Linked DNA regions of Macaca mulatta: region 2 is linked to region 1. A link is a contact called in public Hi-C data. All regions are on one chromosome and are shown on one strand. Each heading gives the region's core, a stretch centred on a gene start, on an enhancer-like site or on the middle of the called end of the contact. The rest is flanking DNA. Distances are from core to core; before and after follow the strand shown. Region 1 holds the start of NLGN4X (neuroligin 4 X-linked). Region 2 holds the start of PNPLA4 (patatin like phospholipase domain containing 4).

Region 1 (3,891 bases), core at 871-3,370:
CTCTAATCCTTTCTTTACCACCTTCTTTTCAAACTCAATGTCCTGGCATGCCAAACCCTCCCTATTTCTAGATCTCCACACACACTGTATTGCTATGATATCTTTATCCATGAACTTCTTCACCCAGTCAGTGTCTGTGTACCATTTCTTCCCTACTCAGAAAGTTCTTTCTTTGCAAACCCTTCCTTAATCATTTTCACCTCCATAGGTCCCTACGAATTCATATGTATTCCTTGTGCACACCTTGTAAGCCTATTTTTTCTCATGCTTTTGGCTATCTTGTCCACTAGACTGTATGCTTTCTCAAAAATAAATAGATGAGTTTCATTCACAGATGCATGTCAGTGCTTAGGACTGTTCCAGTGGTTAAAAAAAAAAAACCCTGAATTTATGAATAAGTCAATGAATTAATATATTCTTGGCAAAACCCATGACGTTCTGGCCTACTATAAATTACTGTGTTAAAGTTGAGATTCTGCTTTAGTTTAGGATATAGATATCTGTGTATATGTCCATATATCTACATCTATATGTCTATATCCATGTATATCACTGATTTGGGGAATAAGCTATACTTATTAACAATATTATTGTGTTAGGTCTTCAGTATCTATACAATAATGGAAAAAGTACATGTATGTTTCTAAATATCTATCCAATAATCAGAACACACACATACGTATGGATGGATATATGTTTTTTCTATTATTGGGTATAGGTACCTATTAATAGATAAGTGTATATCTGTGTACCTATCTTGTTGGTAAAAGGTGCTTTTATACATATTATTTCATGTAGTCTCCACAAGAAGCCCACAGGAAAGGTAATTTTAATCTCAGTTTAACAGATTCACAGAACATAACTGACTTTACAACAAGGCAAAGTTTGTGAGGATAGAGTCTTTACATGAAACCAGGTCCCCAAATTGGTGTCTATCACCTTCCCTATTATTGGTCATGCTGCCCAAGTATCCTTCACATCATCGTGCTTCGGTTTACTGCCTAAAGCAGAAGCAATTAGGAGGATATCCTATGTGTTGCAGACACTATTTTTTTCCTTTCATAAATGAATTAATGGACCACGAAATAATTTTAAGAAAAGCTAACTTTTCTGGCCAGTCAGAAGAATAAAAGTAATCACCATGTAATATTGTTGTGAAGACTATGAGGGCCCACACATTAACTCAGCTAATCATTACAGTATTACATGTCGATTATCTGTTCCATTTTGCAGATGCAGAAATGGAGGCAAACCATTAAAATACACACCTAAAGTCACATGCAACTTGAACCCAAGCAATCTCATTTTAAAATCCGTGTTCATTGTCACAACACTCTATGATGCCCTCTGATCTTTGCATTGCCAAATTAAACCCAACTTTCTCCAACTCAGCTTTAAGTACAGGGGCCATACCCCCATCCTCGCCCCATGCAACTTGAAACTCCCTCGGAAAGATAACCTCCTGGACCCTGGAAATGAAGAGGCGTATTTAAAAACAAATGCCTCATCCTGGGCACAACTCCAATGTTTTATCAAACTCATGAACGTATAAGAATAGAAGAAAACAAAAAGCTTTCATCGATCCTCTCTCAACCATACCCTGAGCATAAAAGAGGTCCTGTACTTTACAGAGCTGCATTCCAATGTTTGCTGCTCTTAAAATTTTTTTTTATATCATTGCTTCCCAGTTGACTCACAATAACGCAGATACAGGGACTGCTGGAGATCATGACCTTAAACAGTTAAAGATGTTTGCATATACTGCAGCATGTTTGGTGTGGAGGGTATCTAGAGAGTCCTAAAAAAGCAAAGAGGAAGAAGGTTTGCTGTGCGCGTCTGGTGCTGTGGCACCGTGTGCCATGCCCACCTGCTCTATCTCCCGGGTACCCGGGATCTCTCCGTTACAGCTGGTTTGCACTGGGATTAGCTGTTCTTTGCATGAGGTTGTAGCTGTGGATGTGGTTTCTGTAGTGATGGGGCCGACTCCGGAGATCTATTGGCTGCTGGCTTTGTAAATTTCATTCAGTTTGGTCCAATGGCAGAGGGAGAGCCCCGGAGACAGCAGGACCTCTCTCCTCAATCTCTCTTTTTCTTGCAGAACCGTCTCTCTCCCTTCTCTGTCTCTTAGCACAGAGCTCTTATTCAGCCACTAGCTCGGCCCTTCCTGCTTCAATTGTAATGCTTGTTCTGCCCGTCCACAGACCATTGACGGCAGAAACAACGAATTTCCTCCAAACTAGGCGGTGTTGGTGGCTCTTGCATTCCTCTGGATGAGCAAATCTAGTTGGGGGGTTCCAGAAGGGGAAGGCTCCTGGGCTTTCAAAACATCCTCCTGAATCATACCTCGTTTCGAGTTGCCTAGAAAAATCTGGACGTGTAAAAAGAACTCTTAACAGCCGATGCAGCTCTTCCAAAGCTAAGGTAGGTGTAGTTTTAAGACGTGTCTCTGGGATATTATTCTCCTTATTTTAAAAAGCCGTTTAAACATTTTGACTTGCAGTGGTTTTCCAGCAAAGGATGGAAAGCCTCACTGCAGATACTTGAGTTTCACTTTATTTGATCTTTTTTTCTTTTATGATTATTAATATTATTTTTGGAAAATTTGAACAGGACTTTCTCCTATCTGTCTCGCTCCATTTCTTAGGTGTGGGTGGGAGTGTGGACCTTCATATGGCTTTTACATGCAACCTCTCCACAGAAATACTTGGTTTTATTTTCACTTAAAAAGAAAAATCCGGACTACCGTTGTTTGGAAGCGTTTTGCTGCAATCAGCTATTTGAACGGCTCTGGGGCCGTGTGTGATGTGTTTACAAAGTAGCGCTGCCTTCCATACAAATAAACAGAAGATTGTGGCGGGGAGAGGGGAAAAATATATATATGTATCTGCAGTACAGGGAGAGAAGGAGCGAAGCGGTCAGGGCTGGAGATGGTGAAGGCAGGAAGACTTCTGCAAACTGTGAGGCATGGGAGGCTTTTCTTTTCTTTTCTTTTCTTTTTCTCCCCCTCACCCCCCCCCACCCCCTTCTTCTTTAAGAAAACTGTCAGCTACCACCGCCTGGGGTGCTTTTTTGCGGGGTTGGGGGAGTGCGGTTAACCAGAGAGAAAAAGGGAAAACAGGCTTGGTCGGGGTTGCATTAAGCGATTTTTTTTTCCCTCCTTCATCTCCGGGCCTTGAATAAGATGACGGCTTGGGTGATGCACGAAATAACGCACGAGACTGATTAGACCTGGCTTGGCTGGGCTAGGGAACGATCCAGGCGCGCTGGAGACCCCGCGTGAAGACGAAATGACCGTAGCTCCGCGCTGCTTCTGCAAACCGGGGAGCGGGCTCCATGCACCCCTTTCCCGTGTGTGTGGGTTTCGAGGCGGGTGGGAAGGGTGAGGCAAACCGCAGAAAGGGGTAGAGCTGGTGGTTTTGCTTCTTCGGGAGCCTTTGAGTGTAGTCTGAACCTTTGATGGGGGCGCTGGGGGGCTTGCAGCTGCCGCCCTGGGAACCATCTCTGAACTGCCCGCTTATCCGGAGGAGCGGAAAAGTTGGAAGCTGCGAGGACAGACGACCGGAGCCCTTGTCTGGGTCTCAGGGGATCTGGAGCCCTAGTCGGTGCCCACTGAGAACACCCCTTCTCGGAGCGGGGGTGTCGGGGGGAGTGTTAAGCCTGCGGGACGCACGGTCCGCCAGTCCCCTAGGTGGGGACGGGGAAGGAGGCTGAGGAGTAGGTTCCAATAGGCGCACCACCCCCACAGCCCTGGAAAACGCCACCGCCACCCCCTCTTCCCTCCCATCCCATCCCAAGGCTCTCTGCTGTCCCGGGCCGATTTCATCTCGTCTCTTACCCCGCCTCCCCGCCTCTCCGCCTGCCAATTCCCGCGCGGCTCGGCCCGGCCCCTTC
Region 2 (3,891 bases), core at 563-3,062, 1.7 Mb before region 1:
GTCCAAATGCAGGAAATACTTGCTCTGTAAACAGCATCCCAGATTCTGGTTCTGTGAATCCAGTCTCTCCTTAAACTTCTGATGCCAACACATCACTTTACACCAGACCACCTGTCTTAATCCATTCAGGCTGCTATAATAAAGTAGCATTGACTGAGTGTTTATAAAAGAAATTTATTTCCCACAGTTCTGGAAGATGGAAGTCTGAGATCAAGGTGCCAAGATGGTCAGGTTCTGAGGAGGGCCCTTTTCCAGTTTGCAGACTACCATCTTCTCCTTGTACTTTTATCCTTACATGGTGGAAAGAGACCTCTCTGGGGTCCCTTTTCTAAGAGTACTAATCCCATTCATGAGGGCTACACCCTCATGACTTAACTCCCAAAGGCCCCACCTCCTAATACCTTGGGGGTTAGTATTTCAATATGTGAATTTTGGAGGTATACATTCAAACCATACCACAACCAAAGGAGTTAGACCACTGCTTCAGGATTCTGTTAAAATGCAGATGCCGATTCAGGAGATCAGGGATGGGACCTGGGATCCTTTCTTTCTCATGAACTTCCTGGAAGATGCAGTTCTGGGGAGGATCACACTCGACCTTAAAGAGTTAGAGGATTGTGGAAGGTTTAAGGACTGGAGTGTGCCTGTATTTTCCTAATGTACGTTGGGCATTCCCTTCACTAAATTCCAGTGGAGGTAAAGAATTCTGAGTAATGCAGTCATTCTATGATCAGGCAATAAGGTGTTTTCAGGATCAATTTTCTCTAAAGAATAGTTATGTGAACTAAAAACATCTTCCCTAATCGCCAAATCAAGGACTCACAGGTGTTGCTGGCCAGAGACGACACACCAAAAGAGAAAGAAAAAGCTCAAACCAGAGGCAACTTGGAGAGCTCCAACCCTCCTCCCTGTTTTGCCAAAGGTAGAAGAATTCTCGCATCTCCCAGATGCTCCTTTGTAGCCTCAGAGAAAATAAATCTCTGCCCTTAAACCAGGGCACCTGGAGAGCCTTCACTCACAAGTCAGAGATTCCTCCAGGCTTGCTTATTAAGATTAGATACGGAAAACACTGGGGAGAGAAAGAATTATCAGAGTCCTTTAAATCTTGGTGGGCATGGCATGCAATCTTGGCGGTCAGCGAGGCTGCTTAAGTCTGAGCCAGTGGTGCCAGAGGACAAAACAGCCACCTGCTCACGGCCGGCTATGTTGGAAGAGCTTTCCGGTTTAGCTCTCTCATTTTATCATCTCAATCTGCACATAGGTCACGCGGGAAACTCAGGTTATGCTACCTGCTCAAGGTCACACAGCCTAAGGTCAACTAAGGATATGAAAGTTCCCCAGAGCCATAGTCCAGCCTCTCCTTTAGATAGCACTTCTTAAAAAAACCAAAGGCACGCCTTGAAAAAATGCGGAATGTTCAGCCGCCAAATAGCCCCTGGGGTCGGCACTAGGGGCAGCTGGACCGCCCAAGCGGGCGCAAGGGTGGAGAGGGAGAAGAACCACTTCCGGAAAACAGACGCGAAGAGAGGAAGGCACTTCCGGGGCACAGAAAATGAGGATTATTAAAGAACAGTAGTTTCGCAGGTGAGGGCCAAGTAGCGTTAAAAGATACGCAGGGATTACAACGCCTCTCTAGGGTGTGGGTTAAAATGTCTCTCTAGATACTCGAAGATAACATGACTCTAAACGAGTAAGTCTTGCCTGCGCGGGAGGACTCTTCGGTCTAGCGGCCATCTTGAATCCAGAAGTTTAAATAGAGCAGGCGGGGCCGAGCGGACGCCTGCGTCGGCGCGATGACGTCACATGTCTGCGCGGGAGGCGGTACCAACCCCTGCCGCAGGACTTTCTTGGGCCGGCTTGCGTAGAGCGTAGCTTTACCTTGATGGCGGAAGGGCGTTGAATGACGGTCGGGCCCCGCCATCTGCTTAAAGGGACTCGTTCAACACGGAAGTGTCCCGGGGCTGCATTGGTACGGAGCCCTGGGGCCCAGCAAGGGTGTGCTCCTGCGGGACTGATGCGGGGACCACCCCGGCCCCGCCTGCCTCTAAGCCGCCGGAGGGCACTGTGCCTGTGCTGGCTGGGCCTGGCCGCGTGGATGCTGAGCACCCAAACCCCTTCCCGTCCCCATTTGCAGAAGTGGAATCAAAACTGGGGCTCGCCCCCGGATCATTGACTGGGATTCAGTCTACGCGGACGCCAGCGCAGCCTGCGGCGGCCGAGCCTCCTGCCCTCACAGGGCCTGGCCGGGTGCATCAGGAACAGGCGGTCTTAGGTCCCTAATTTCGAGGCCCTGCAGTGTGCCTCATCTTGGGGTCCCTGAATGGGGCCCTTGGGCCCCCAAGGAAACCCTGAGGCCTTCAGAATGGACAGCCTTGTGGAGGCACAATTGCATTCACGTGGGCAAGTAGTGCGCACTGAGGCATAGGAAAACATAATTTTCTATTTAGATATGTTCCAAGTATAAAGTGGTGGCGTGGCTGACATTTCATGGAGCCTTAAATTGCCTTCGCCAGTCATGACCTCAGTTAGTCTTGAGATACTTGGCAAAGAAATGTATTGCATTGTTGAGTGATTGCTTATTGCGTTACTGAGTGATTGTATTGGCGTTCATAAAAATATGGGTGCTCAATAGAAATGGGGAAGGGGAGTAGGGAACTATATTTAAACTTTTCTGATACACTTACCAAGAACAAATGTATTGTTCATTTGGAATTTGATACGGTCTCTAATAATTTTCTGTTTCATAATGGTAGTGCCGCCCCCACCCTGCAAAACGTTTCAAAGGGTCAAGAGAAAAGACCGAATGCCCTTGCCAACTGGAATGTATACATCTGTTTCTTGCCAAGTAATTAAATCGTAGATTGCATAATCTATGTACCGAGTAAATGTGGAATGTTGGGGGTGTTTTTGTTTGTTTGTTTTTAATGTATAAGACTTGGGTCAAGGTGAGGAGGGAAAGAAAAGATTTCCTTGAAATATTCTTGTGTTTAATTAGAATTAATTGAAACCACTGTGCTTAAAACAGAGAATGATGTTAGAAGAAAGCCTTAGAACGATGATCAACATAAGACTACACAGTACGTGGGATAAACTATTCCAACTTACAGCATTTTTGCTTTTTGTATTGCCAGTGCTGCAGCTAGAATGAAGCACATCAACCTGTCATTTGCAGCGTGTGGATTTCTGGGCATTTACCACTTGGGGGCAGCATCTGCACTTTGCAGACATGGCAAAAAACTTCTGAAGGATGTCAAAGCTTTCGCTGGGGCGTCTGCGGGATCCTTGGTTGCTTCTGTTCTGCTAACAGCACCAGAAAAAATAGAGGTAATTAAGTAGTAACTTAGACTGTGTTGCTCATCAAGAAATTAAGACCCAAAGGGAAACATGAGCATTGACTCTACTAAGTTAACACGGCAGAGAATTAATCCTTTGCTTGGAAACAGAAAGGATTAGGACTTTTCTTTTAAGATGTAATTATTAGGGATCTGTGCTCTGGTTGTGGAAAAGATTATTTTGCGTGATAGTGAAATAAGGAAATAAAATGACATATTACTCTTGAGTTTTTATTTATCCTTAAGATTCCAGCTCTGTTCCTTTCAAGCAAAGGATATTTCCTCTTTCTATGATGAGAAGAGCATGGGGCCTGTTTTCAAGGCCTTGAACATGTGGGCAACAAGTCTCTACTCACTGCTACGTAGAAATAGACATATAAATTAAAATGTGGGCAAGCAGTTTCTATTAAGTGGGATGGTATAGGAATTTAATTCTTTTTTAATTCTCACAGTGAAAGGAAGCTCTGAGTTCCAAGCAATTTATCCAGAAGTAATACAAATAAGTCTTCATTCAGTATTTTATTTAATGCAATCTATGTTTTAAAAATCTGTTTTCTGC

The links. Hi-C and Micro-C count contacts between places; a contact is called where the count stands out from the background.
Region 2: a contact with region 1 is called in a Hi-C map of fetal cortex germinal zone, with 6 times the contacts expected there. The contact joins the promoter of PNPLA4 here to the promoter of NLGN4X in region 1. A contact is called at or near these places in 2 of 14 Hi-C or Micro-C datasets (fetal cortex germinal zone and fetal cortical plate).

Annotation. Positions count from the first base shown.
Region 1 is chrX:5,789,689-5,793,579 of T2T-MMU8v2.0, reverse strand. It overlaps NLGN4X (neuroligin 4 X-linked), which reads left to right and starts at 2,120. Exons shown (of 6, transcript XM_015126897.3): 1 at 2,120-2,421.
Region 2 is chrX:7,452,885-7,456,775 of T2T-MMU8v2.0, reverse strand. It overlaps PNPLA4 (patatin like phospholipase domain containing 4), which reads left to right and starts at 1,812. Exons shown (of 7, transcript NM_001193844.2): 1 at 1,812-1,969; 2 at 3,132-3,324. The coding sequence starts at 3,145. It overlaps LOC114674912 (a long non-coding RNA gene), which reads right to left and starts at 1,751. Exons shown (of 5, transcript XR_003726006.2): 1 at 1-1,751.